3 separate regions of the Rattus norvegicus genome follow, and regions 2 and 3 are each linked to region 1. A link is a contact called in public Hi-C data. All regions are on one chromosome and are shown on one strand. The core of a region is the stretch at or near the end of the contact, and the rest is flanking DNA. Distances in the headings are between cores, read along the strand shown. Region 1 has its middle 71 kb from the start of Cers6. Region 2 overlaps Cers6 (ceramide synthase 6). Region 3 holds the start of Cers6 (ceramide synthase 6).

Evidence for each region. Hi-C and Micro-C count contacts between places; a contact is called where the count stands out from the background.
Region 2: a contact with region 1 is called in a Hi-C map of the Rat2 cell line, with 3 times the contacts expected there. The contact joins two enhancer-like sites. A contact is called at or near these places in 5 of 12 Hi-C or Micro-C datasets (the Rat2 cell line, hepatocytes, kidney and 1 more).
Region 3: a contact with region 1 is called in a Hi-C map of liver, with 2.7 times the contacts expected there. The contact joins the promoter of Cers6 here to the enhancer-like site in region 1. A contact is called at or near these places in 5 of 12 Hi-C or Micro-C datasets (the Rat2 cell line, Schwann cells, hepatocytes and 2 more).

The regions. Positions count from the first base shown.
Region 1 is chr3:73,965,632-73,969,696 of GRCr8, reverse strand. No RefSeq gene overlaps it. Among named protein-coding and RNA genes, the nearest start is that of Cers6, 71 kb to the left of the region's middle. Within about 2 kb of position 2,161, at least 6 of the 93 cell types and tissues checked have an H3K27ac peak or open chromatin away from gene starts, as enhancers often do. A contact at or near this core is called in hepatocytes and liver, where this site is marked.
Region 2 is chr3:74,089,420-74,093,484 of GRCr8, reverse strand. The region is part of intron 1 of Cers6 (ceramide synthase 6); the gene reads right to left. Among named protein-coding and RNA genes, the nearest start is that of Cers6, 53 kb to the right of the region's middle. Within about 2 kb of position 1,989, at least 7 of the 93 cell types and tissues checked have an H3K27ac peak or open chromatin away from gene starts, as enhancers often do.
Region 3 is chr3:74,036,530-74,040,594 of GRCr8, reverse strand. It overlaps Cers6 (ceramide synthase 6), which reads right to left and starts at 1,734. Exons shown (of 10, transcript NM_001399363.1): 1 at 1,398-1,734. The coding sequence starts at 1,567.

The sequences.
Region 1 (4,065 bases), core at 912-3,411:
TACTTAGTGAGAATAATAATAAATAATAATAAATAATAAATAATAAATAAATAATAAATAAATAAATAAAAACAAAAGCTAAAAATATCAACTAATTCTATGCAAAGCTGATATAGGCTTAGATATTTTACAAAGTTAAGATGGTCTCCAGTTGCTAAGTTGTAATCTCATCTCTCTCCTCCACTCCAGCAGTTTCTTTTTCTTTTTTTGTGAAAAAAAGCCATTAAAATGAGAAATGGAGAGATTAAGCTAAATTTCAGACAATGGTAGTAGTAACAACAACAACAACCCTTCTGTTCACAAGCCCATAAGACAAGAATGGCTTCTGTCTCATCTTGTTAATGGAGTGCACACACTGTCATCCTCCTAGTACTGGATCCTATTAAACCACACTCTTCTTTTTGCTTTCAGAGAAACAACTCGGTGTGAGCACACTGTAATAATAGAAACATGAAAACAGCCCCATTTGCTAACATCAAAAGGCCTGGACTGATGAACTCAAACATCAGAAAGTAGGTTAATTTTTTTTTTTTATTCTCCTTGAGAGAGAGTGGGAGGTGAAGCAAATGGGGTGGACCAGTTAAGAAGCTGAGGGTTTGAAAACTGTGTCCTATGATACAAGGGAAAAACGGAGAAGCAATGTTCCACAGATAAGACCCACTCGAAATACGGGGATATAATAATGGAACCACTACAGTAAAGAACTCCTCTCTCAAGTTGTAGCACTTCACTGGGGACTTCCTGCAGCCACGGCATGCCTATTAGTTTCTCATTGGAGCAGCTGCGCTCAGTCTTTTTGGACTACAGCTCTTCCTGGATGACATTTAAATATGCAACCTTCCCACAGGAATGGCCAGATGTCAACAAGTTCAAAACATTTCATGTGTGTGCAGAAGTGAAACACCGGGGTGATTTGTAACGGTGAGTGGAGCTAAAGGTAGTTAGAGAAAGACTAGGCCGCCATTCCCAACACCTTCAGCTAGCACCACATCCTTTCTTCCGTCCAGGAAGGCTATGGGGTTAGATAGAAAATTTAGGGGAGGGCTGAAAAGATGGCTCAGCGGTTAAGAGCACTGACCGCTCTTCCAGAGGTCCTGAGTTCAAATCTCAGCAACCACATGGTGGCTCACAACCATCTGTAATGAGATCTGATGCCCTCTTCTGGTGTGTCTGAAGACAGCTACAGTGTACTCACATACATTAAATACATAAATAAAAAAAAAAAAGAAAGTTTAGGGGAGAGGCTTTGAATCCATTCTTTTATTCTTATTATTAATTAAAATATTTGCCTTAGCTGGGAAGTGGTGGCACACACCTTCAATCTCATCACTCAGGAGGCAGAAGCAGGCAGATCTTTTAGAGTTCAAGGCCAGCCTGATCTAGAGTGAGTTCCAGGAGAGCCAGAGCTACACAGATAGAAACTCTGTCTCAAAACAACAGCAACAACAACAGAACAACAGCAACAGAAACAAACCTAAAACCCTAAAGCAAAAAAAAAAAAAAAAAAATGCCAGTGGGACTTCTCGTTCCTATCAGTTATGGATGTGCCATTGAATAAATAGTAGGAAGGAGGGGGAAGAGAGAGGTGTTTTATAGGAAACAGAAACTGGGAAGCAAAGCAAGAGTGATAGGAGAACTTGAAAGCATGTGTCCTGCTACAGAACCTCTTGGCTTCCTTACTTAGTGGCTGCAGTTGGGAGACAAGGCGAGCAACTGACTTTATCCTTTGCCCAAAGTCCCAGGTCTGGGGTGCAAGGCCAGAGGACAGTCTAAGGTGAAGCAACAGATCCCAGGACTTCTTATGGGCATGAAGAAACTAGAAAAGAGGTCTCCTTTTTTTTTTTTAATGAGACTGGGATTATCTTGTCATCTAGGCCGGCCTCCCCTTTAGGGTCTCCCCCACCCCTCACTCCCTCGTGTCAGGGTTCCAGGTGCTTTTGATAGCCAGTCTAAGGCCCTAAAACACTTTCCTGGACTCACTGAGAAAACTGTTCTCACTTACTGTCTGATTACCAAATACCTTCACTTGTAAACATGTCCATTTCCTAAAAGTTCACTGTTTCAAAGGAGAGCATCTGTTTCGAAAGACTTTTCATATTGCAATCTGTAACAGCACAAACTATTAAGTAATTCGGTAGGAATTTCAACATTAGGAAAGGGCTGTGTGTCACAGTTATGCCAGGAAACAGCACATTCATGGACTTGATCGTTGTGGGTTAGTAAGGAGACTCTTATTGACAAAAGAATGAGTTCAAGAGAACCAGGCGATAAAGTCCCTGCTATTAGTACTGCTGGGACTGCTAATACCAGGTCCTCTTAATCCCTGGTCCTGCAGGGGTCGGTGTGTGTGAAATATTATGTGGCCTCTCCCAGGGAGACATGAACAAACCTTTATTCATTCCACATAAGACACCAAAGACAGACCAAACAGTTCCACCCAAATCCACTTTGGTGAAGCAAGGGGTTTATTGGGGTTCCTTACAGAAGCATCCAGAAGGGGTTTCCATATGAAATGAATGACTTCAAGGCAGAGGCATCACTGGAAAGCCTGCCCAGCTGGTATGAGTGACCACCCAGGGAAGCTGTAACTCAAAAGTTCTCAGGCTGATTTGCAGCAAATCCACAGGGATGCATCCCCTCCCCCGGCCCTGCCCTGATTTTATAACCTTAGACTGGGGGCCCTGTGAGTCTTTAATGGTCTGAGATTCTTCAGTCTTGTGATTCTCCCTCCTCCCTCCAGGAGGGAATGTTTCAATTCAGAGAAAATAGCAATACAACAGCAGTGGGGAGCTATGAAGTTTGGTGAGTGGTGAGTGGCAGGAGCTGGGGCTGAAGGGAGAGAGAGCAGACACCAGGCAAGCACAGTTAGGCCAGGAGGTTTGCAGGAGATGGCTGAACTTGAGATTCGGTTGTTTGTGGGGCTCCCACAAGTCCAGAAGCCAGAGGGAACAGGAAGAGGAGAGTGAAGGACTTGGAGACCAGAGCAAGGTGGAAAATGGAAAACACAGTCGAGATAGGATAAGGGGCGAATGAGCTGCCCAGAGCACTTCTGCAGAGCTCACCCTACATACCCTCCTTCCCCTTTCATCCCTCTGTGATCATTGGCAACAGTTAAAAAAGGAGAATTGAAAAACTATACTTTCTGAACATCACAGTACTCACCATTTTGATTTGGGGTGATTTCCTTTACTGGTGGGTAAGCAGACCACGCCCCTGGATGTTAATAGCCATAAGAGGCAATCAATCTACATAGTCTGAATAAATGTTGAATCCTTCCCTGACCGCAAATATGATCTGGACATAAGTCTATCTTATAATTCGGTTTCTGCAGACAAAAGGCCACGGAGATTAACAAATTGTTCCCAGGCTTCCCCTCCACTTTAATTGCACGAGGACCCATAATCTGCTGGACTCAAGAGCTACGCTTCCCACTTACATAGGGCTGGCAGTCTTTGCTCATCAGCTCTGAAGAGGCTTGAAGTGAAGCTCCAAATGGCAAAGAATAGCAGCTTGAAAATTAACAAGTCCCCAAAGGTTTCGTCTCGCTGTAAGAGTAAAATGATTTATTCTGGCATTTTGACAATCTGTACAGATGGCTCAGGGAGACGCTTGGGAGCAAGACTTTTACCTCTCCAGGACTTGTGGCTCTCCTCGAGTTATTCACGATGCCGGAGGGAGCCTAGCACTCTTCAGGTGCTGTAATCCTGCCCTGGCAGCCCTCACACAAATCCCTAAAGTTTATTACGTAGTTAACTCGTGTTTTTGTTAGCACGATGTTTATTTGGATACAGTTTGTACGCAGGGAAACAGTTCTGCATTCAGACATGTCTAAAGAAAGACTAGATTAAACAAATAGAAGTATAAATGGTTTTCCTATGATAGAACCTTACGCCCACTTTGTGTTAAAGTGATTTATTTGCGCAAGGGTGCCAATAAGTGGCACCATGTCAAGCTCCCTTCCCAGAGAATATTCTTATGCCAGATATGTTACGTGTAAGACTACTGGACTCCTTAGGGGGCTGGGGTTTTTGTTGTTGTTGCTGCTGCTTTTGTCAATCTGCCACA
Region 2 (4,065 bases), core at 740-3,239, 120 kb before region 1:
ACGGTATTATATCCTCAAAATCCCTGTTGAGGGTATTTATGAGTAATAGCCCAACCAGGAAGTAAACCGCAGAGCTCAATTAAATCAAAGAATGTGAAGGCCATCTCCATTTACAACACAGTATTAGAATGAACCAAGGATGCATTTTCTGAAGGGGAAAAAAAAATCTTACAGAATAAGCACAAGTTCTTATCTACAGAACTACGAGAAGAGCCACCGACAGTCTGGCATGATGATGGAATACATGTAAGAAGGTGGTATTTTACTCCAGTGAATCTTGTTTTGAGAAGCCAAAGACAGTCTTTAAATTGTTCCCTTGTACAGATTTGTGAAAATGAAACTTTTTCCAGGACTTTTGAGCTGTACAGGACTCAAAATATCTGGAGGTTTCAATGCCTCATCATCTTTAATAAGGGGTTCTTCAAAGCATCGTCAGTGGACCCAAGAGCATTGACATCACCTGGGAGACATAAAAAAAAAAAAAAAAAAGGCAGAATCTCATGCTCAGATCCAGGCTGAGTCAGTCTGTATTTAAGCAAGATCCTCGAAGGGCCCTAAACACAGCATTGCTTCAGACAAGTGCTTCCTTTAATCCAGTGCCTCACCACGTGTGAGCTTCCTACAGGCTGTCTCAGCTCCACCAAAAACCCTGCTACAGTGCAAATTCTGAGGCCCTATCCCAGCCCTACTGTCAACGCCTCTGAGGGTAGGGCCCAGACATGCTTCTCACAAAACCTCCAAGCAGCTCAGATACATGCTGCAGCTTGAAAGCACCACACTAGCCTAGGCTTGAACAGCCTGGGGTCATGGAATGAGGGGACTCTCTAAAGCAGCTCATTTCATCTCTATGTAGAATGCCAAAAAAAAAAAAAAAAAAAAAAAAAAGAAAATCCTTCCTTAGAACTGAAACCAAATGTCTCGGGACAACTGTCAACCAAACAGTAAGCCTTGAGCATTCCCTCACAGTATTCAAACACAGCCATGGTTATCTGAATAAAATTTCTATACAGATGAAGGCATAGATGGAAATGCAGACATACAGTTTGGATACATGAGAACAAATAATACAGAAAGATAATTATATTTTATTGTCTCACCATTTATTAACATAGGGATACTAGAAATATAATTAACTGTATTGGATGTAATCAGGGTATAATAACCAATTTAAAATAAATCCTATGTATGTAGCGGTATGCATATACGCATATGCTATCATAAAATACCACACTAACCCAAAGATGAATTGAACTGTCATCTTTTTCATTCTGCAGGTCAAATGTCAAGAACCGGAAGCAACACACACTGCATTTCCAGTGAACCCATCATTCACTGAGATCATCATTCCAGCCCTGGGGATGTTGTATCAACATATATGTATACATATACATACACATAGACATATTCCTAGTCATCTTGCTTTATGTCCATGAGTGTCACTCTTTAAGTCTATCGATTCTTTTTCAACACCAAGTCTCTAACTTCACTTCCTTGTGTCTACAGCACACAACAATACAGGACTACTTGGCTAGGAGACTAAGACCTAGCTCCATAATTACTATTTCTTTTCATTAATTGCCTTTCATCCTGAAAAATGAGCTCCATGACTGCTCTAACTGTGCCAAAAATAACTCGGTGCGGTTTATTAAACAGCATTCAAAACAAAGCAAATATAAATCACCAGCTTTCTATGCCAATCACTGTTCATTAAACAGCATGATATCATCATATTATGGAACTGCAGAGAGAGACTCCACGTCCTTGGAGACTCCCTTTTACTTAAAAAAAAAAATACTACCTGTATCTATGAATATACACTACAGACTTCAGGAACACACATGAACTCAAAATTCAACGTAAATAGGTGAAGCTTGAGAGTGGCCTTTAAAGGGGAGGATGTGAAGGGAAAGGAGTCCCCTTGCAGGCACTCCGCCCATGTGCTGGCATAGCCAGCCTGGCCTTCCGAAGGCGTTAAATCCCATCCGTGTGCTGGCTGCCATCCAACAGCACAGCAGGCATGGGTTTCAGATGCAGTGGTATTCTCATTGACCGCCTTCTCAGGACACCTGACACAAAACCCTCAGGCCTTTGTGCTGTGCACATGTCTAAAGGCTGCTGCCTGTCTGAATCGAACCTCAAGAGCTCTCTTCCCCATGATTCTTTTGACCCCCTGTACTGCCCTGATCTTCCTGTAATTTTCTGCTATGTTTTGGACCTACGGACACTGATCTTATTCCACAGAACGGAATGGCCCCTTGGTTGCTTGTCTTCTGCCCACCCTCATGTTGGATTTTTTTTTTCTCTTGACTTCAATACCTCTTCCTGATCTTGTGTTATAGGAGAACATGTTGTTTGGAGCAGTAGCTTAATGGGAGCCATGATGAGCTTCTGTAGAACCAAGTTCAACTGCAAAACCAACACCCTGTGGTCAATGGAACAGAAAGGCAGAAACAGCCAGAATCTCTACTGGCTTCACAGAGCTACTCTATCACAGCGGGAACCTCTGGTCTGTGCGCTTTTTATCTGCTTAGTAGTCCCATTCCATCCAGCTACTGTCATGTGGAATCTGTTACATTCATCCCAAACCACTGGGTCCACAATTATGCCCATTCCTGGCATACATATGAACACCAGTTAAGCTGTATATAATTGGGTTTGATCTACTTAACTAGCTAGAAAACACACCTAAGCTCTTGTTATGGCCCTGTAACATTTTCTTTATTCAAAATGTTATCTAAGTCACATAGAGAATCACTTCCCAGCTGCCAATAACTGCTAATACCATCAGTGTAGCACAAAAAAAAAAAAAAAAAAAAAAACAAATAAATAGTAACAGAAAAGTATCTTTTCAAACGACATCGTAACAGAAGGGAAACATCACAGTAATTATGCCTTATAACTTTAAAACAAGCAGCAGATTACATTAAACAAAGTAACTGTGTTGTACTGGGAACCCCACAAAAATCACAGGCAGCAGATTACATTAAACAAAGTAACTGTGTTGTACTGGGAACCCCACAAAAATCTGCTGATTCATCTAGTTCTCTGCCACTGGGAAGATTAGGAGGTTTGCAGAGCCTGCCAGTCTAGTCACCACAGGCTTACCCTTCCCTTTCAGCATCCCAAACCAATACTGTGCTGCTGTTGTGTCAAGAACGGAGTGTGGCAAAACTGCAAGGATCAAAACGAAGAACAGTGCCAAAAGCATAAGATTTAATTAAATCAAAAATTCCACTTTCACAATAATTTTTCTAAAGACACTTACCAAAACAAGCTTTTGTTAGAGGAGCTTGGATGGCAGTAAAACCCTGCCCATGTTGGTTTGCCACTTTGGAAATATGGCTTCAAGCAAATCATATACTTACATTTTCATTCTAGAAAAATTAGGACCAGGCATACCTGAAGGTTGTTCCAGTTTTAGTTCGGATCTTTCCATAGGGCTGTCAGAAATAAGGGATCACGGGGCTCCTGGGCCTTGGGAGTTTGAAGGGGCCTCCAGACCACCAGGCTCGAGTGTTCCCAACGGCTGCCCTCGTAATGTCACGTCTTAGTTTAACAACATCCATCACTCATCTCTGACATTGGTGCAGGAATACCTCATCCCAAATAGACAGGGAAGTTGTATTAGCAACTTTCTAGAACCTTCTGAGGCTCTGATCATTTTCTCTTCCTCCTCCTTCCCACAACCTGCTCAGCTTATGCCTCATTCTTTCTTCTCTTGGTGAACTACAAGGTATTTGCTAGTTTACCAGTCATAACCAACATTTGTCTCCTGACATTTTACAAACTTTGAGCATTCTCTTTTATAGGAGAGAAAAATCACAACTCAGATCTAAACAGCTTAATGAACAGAAAAGAAAACAAAAGTTTTGGTTCCTCACTGCCCAGGACACTACTGGACAAGGTCCAACGCAGTAGGGCGGATCTGTCCTATCAATGGCATTCTCACCGCTCTGTCTCCTCAGTCTCAATCCATCATCAAGTCAGATCTAGTCCTTAAAGACCTGAGCCTAAACCAATTCTGTCACATTTGATTTAGTGATTACAAAAACAGAAATAGACATA
Region 3 (4,065 bases), core at 485-2,984, 71 kb before region 1:
TCCCATTTTCTGTAGGTAAAGACTTGCAGCCTTCAAGCACACCAGTTTTGTCACAGTGAGACTCGGCGCTGGATCAATGACATATTTGCACTGGATTCCGATCCTTTTTAAAAAGAGGCTGTCCCTTTGTGCGAGTCGATTCCAGCATGGCAACAGCTGACTCAGCTCACAATCAACAACACTGCCCATTGAAAAATACACCTTCCTTAGAGCAAAACATACTTTCTCTGTTCCCAGGAAGCTTTGTTGCTATTTCAGGCAACAAAAGACACAGAAGATACCCTCTGACATCCTCAACAGTGGTTTTAGCCAAACCAAGAGTAAACAAGATAACAGTAGCAACCTGAGAAACAGCCAAGGTGAGCTGGAGGCAGGGAAGGGAGGTTGGAGTAGAAATGGATATTTGTGATATAAGAAATCAGCTTTCTCTGATGAATGGGGGTGGGAGGGAGGGAAGAGGAAGACGATTTTTTTTTTCAGTTTAAAGAAAGAAGTGTATTGCGCCGATTTTGTTTCATGAGTGAGTGTTGAATGCACAGCAGGCAAAATCTAGTTCCATGACTTAAGGCTGACTCAATGAGAGTAACACAAGTTTGTGTGCGGATTCAATGGCGAGATCTAACCAAATCGAGGACTCATACCAAGAATTATGTGACAATTCTTTTAACGTTTCAAGTGTCTTCCGGTACTAGCAAGAAGCTTATGATTAGTCACGGGGTTCTACTATCGATTCAAATGACTATTTTGATGGGCACCGGTCCTGTTTTGCCCTCTTTTAAAGAAACCAGTAATGATCCGGAGTGCTGTCGTCACCCATTTCACAGGACCGAGGGCCTAAAACTCGGTGTCACGGATGGAAGCCAGGGAGCTAGCTGAAGCCAAAGGTCCGGGCAAATTCTTCTGCAGCGCAGCCCGCGTGCGTGCGGGAGTGAAAGGGCTGGAAGTGTGTGCGCTCCTCCTCCCTCCGGGCCGCGCGTCCCCATCGTTCCAGGCTGTCAGGTGGGTGGCGGCGAGCCTCGGAGGAGAAGCCCAGCCTGGAAGCGCCTAGTGCGGGTCTGAGGGAGACCGCCGAGCCCCCGGCGCAGCGGTTCCCCGTGGCCAGCCTCCGCTCACCTTTGTTCGCCGGCCCTCTCTGGGACGAGGAAGCCAGGAAAGGAGGAGCGCAGGCGGCGACCAAGCGCTCCGCCGCCCCTTCGTGGCGCCCCGGAGGAAATCCGCGGTCGAGTTGGACCCTCTCGAGCTCCCCAGAAGCCAGCCCGGCCGAGGAATCCGGGACCCCACAGTGAACACAAAGGTTGGGAGGTGTGAGCCCTAGCGCGGGGGCGTGCGCCACGGAGCAAGCGAGTGTGCACGCGTGTGCGTGTGTGCAGGAGAGCAGGCACTCCGGCCCTTCTTACCTCTCGAAGATGAGCCGCACCATGAAGATGCAGAAGGCCAAGGGGAAGGCGAGGTAGAGGTCCTCCGCCTGCGGGAAGGTGGCTTCCTCCGTGTTCTTCAGGTCTGCCCAGGTGACATTGTGCGGAAGCCAAAACCGCTCATTCCAGAACCAGGCTAAGATCCCTGCCATCTTGCTTTGTCCACTCCTGTGTCGCTGCTCCCGCGTTCCTCCGAGCTCTCTGCAGCGCAGGGCACTGGGGATGCGCGCTGGGTTGGCCGGGAGCCTGTGCCGCTGCCGCTCCGCCTGCCGCCGCCTCCTCCGCGGCCGCTGCACTCTCAGGCTCGCCGATCCGCTCCACTCCTCCCTCTGGCCGCGCTGGGAAAAGGGCCGCCTCGCCTGTCACGTGGCAGCCTGGCCGCACGTCCTGATTGGCTAGTGTTCCTGTCAAGCACCGAGGCACACGCGGCCGGCTCGCCTACGCCCTGGGAGCTGCGGGCCGCGCTCAGGCGCTGGACCCGCACCTGGAGCGCGTCTTGCACCTCTGTCCCAGCCCCAAGTTGGGTCGCACCTAGTCAGGACGCCAGTTCCTGCCTCTTTGGAGTTTCTGCTCTCTTGTCCTCTTCCGGAGCGCAGGGAGGCGAAAAGGAGCCTGGCAGGGGCCGAGCTTCCAGAGAGAGCCCTGCTCTGAAAAAGAACCTCAGAAGAAGAAGTAGGGGGCGCAAAGGCAAAGGAGGAAGGAGTGGGAGGGGAAGGATCATCCTCTCTGGTGCTAAAAGAAAATCAGGAACTGGGGCTGGATGATTTGGCAAGAGACTTCTGCCTCCGACCCGAGCCTCACCCCCTCCTTTACCTTCCTGCCACGTTTCACACTACTGCTTCTCTTTGAGCTGGCTCCCCAAGGAACAAGGCCCCTAATTTTGATTTATGAAGTAGCACAAGAAAATAGGCATTTGTGATTGATTAATGAATTGCTTGGTGATCGTGTGTGGTGGTTTCAGTAGCTAGTAACAGCAGCATTATGGGAAACTGCTCCAGTAACCTCTGAAAATACTGTGGGAACCAAAATTTGACTTTGTTTAGATAATGGGGTGGGGCTGGTATTTATTCCTTCTCTCCCTCCCTTTAAACCAAGCTCTCAAGGCCTCCAGATTCTTGCCTCCTAATCTTTATTGAGCTTCCATTCATGCCTTCCCCACCCATCACTCAAGGTCAGCTGTGACTGCAAAGGTCAGCAGTCCCTGCCTTAATTCAGACTGCTTGACATATGGCTCAATCAGTGACAATGTATTTCTCATACTTCCAGAGGCAAACTCCAAAGTCAAGGTTCTAGGGAACCTAGTGGGTGGCAGACACCCTTCCTGGACTACTCCTGACAGGTGATTGTCGTCTCAGAGAAATTTCTTGTTGCAGGGACAGAGAATTCATCCTTGTATCCTCTTACTAGGGCACTAAGCTAGCCTTCACCCTCATAAGCTAATTACAGCCCAAGGTTTCATCCTCAGAAGCTAATTACATCCCAAGGGTTTAGCCTCCAAACGCCAGTGCATTAAATTTTGGGAGAACACATTCAGTCCCTACCAGTTTTCTTTGGATGGTCAAATGACTAATCTCTCCTCCAAACCTTTTCTTCCTGTGGTCATGGCTCAGGCCAAAAGGAAACAGTTGCTTGCCCCCTTCCTCTTGCTTGCATACCTCCTTTCTCACACCACAAATTCTTCCAAATCATTTTAAAACCATAACCTTACACTTCCACCACCTGCTTGGCTACCAGCTGATCTGAACAGTCATAACATTTCACATCTGAGTAGCCCTGTAACCACTCAACCCCCAGTTCTGTCTGTGTTCTGTGTCTCTTGGCCACAGTGATCAAGTTGAAATTTTGGTCAAATAATTCCAGTACTTAAACCCACTTCATCACTGTTCTCCCCCAAGCAGAAGTCAAAGCCATTTTAATGTCTTAAGACATTTGGCTTCTTATTCTCTGATCTCCTGTGTTCTCCTCCCTCTGTGTGACTCTCATGGCTCCCGGCTTTTTAACCATACCCACCCAGTCTTTGTGTGTGTGCTGTCCTCTGTCCATGGAACGTCTTTCCTAAAATATCTTTCTTCTCTGTCCTTCATTTTACTCTGGATAAAGCCTTCCCTTTGCCATCCAAGTTAATGTACAGCCATTACTCCCCAAAGCCATCGCCACCATCGACACAGCATATAGCATTATTGGTACTTTGCCTCTAAAATGTAAGCATATATATATATATATATATATATATATATATATATATATATATATAATCACCTAGGTGAAGCCTTGAATCCCAGCACCTGGGAGGCAGGCAGATCTCTGAGTTTGAAGCCAGCCTGGTCTATAGATCAATGAGTTCCAGGTCAGCCAGGTCTACACAGAGAAACCCTATCCTAAAAACAGAAACATAAAATTAAACTAAACAATAGAACAAACAAAAAAAAGTGTGTGTGTGTGTGTGTGTGTGTGTGTGTGTGTGTGTGTATGATCATAGGTGCAGGAGATTGTAATATATATATATATATATATATATATTATAGTTTTAAGTTTTAAAGTTTTTAACTAGTACATAGTTAAAAAGTTGAATTTTTGTCACACAATTCCAGTACTTAAACCCACTTCATCCCTTTTCTTCTATACCTAGTACATAAATTGACTTAATGAG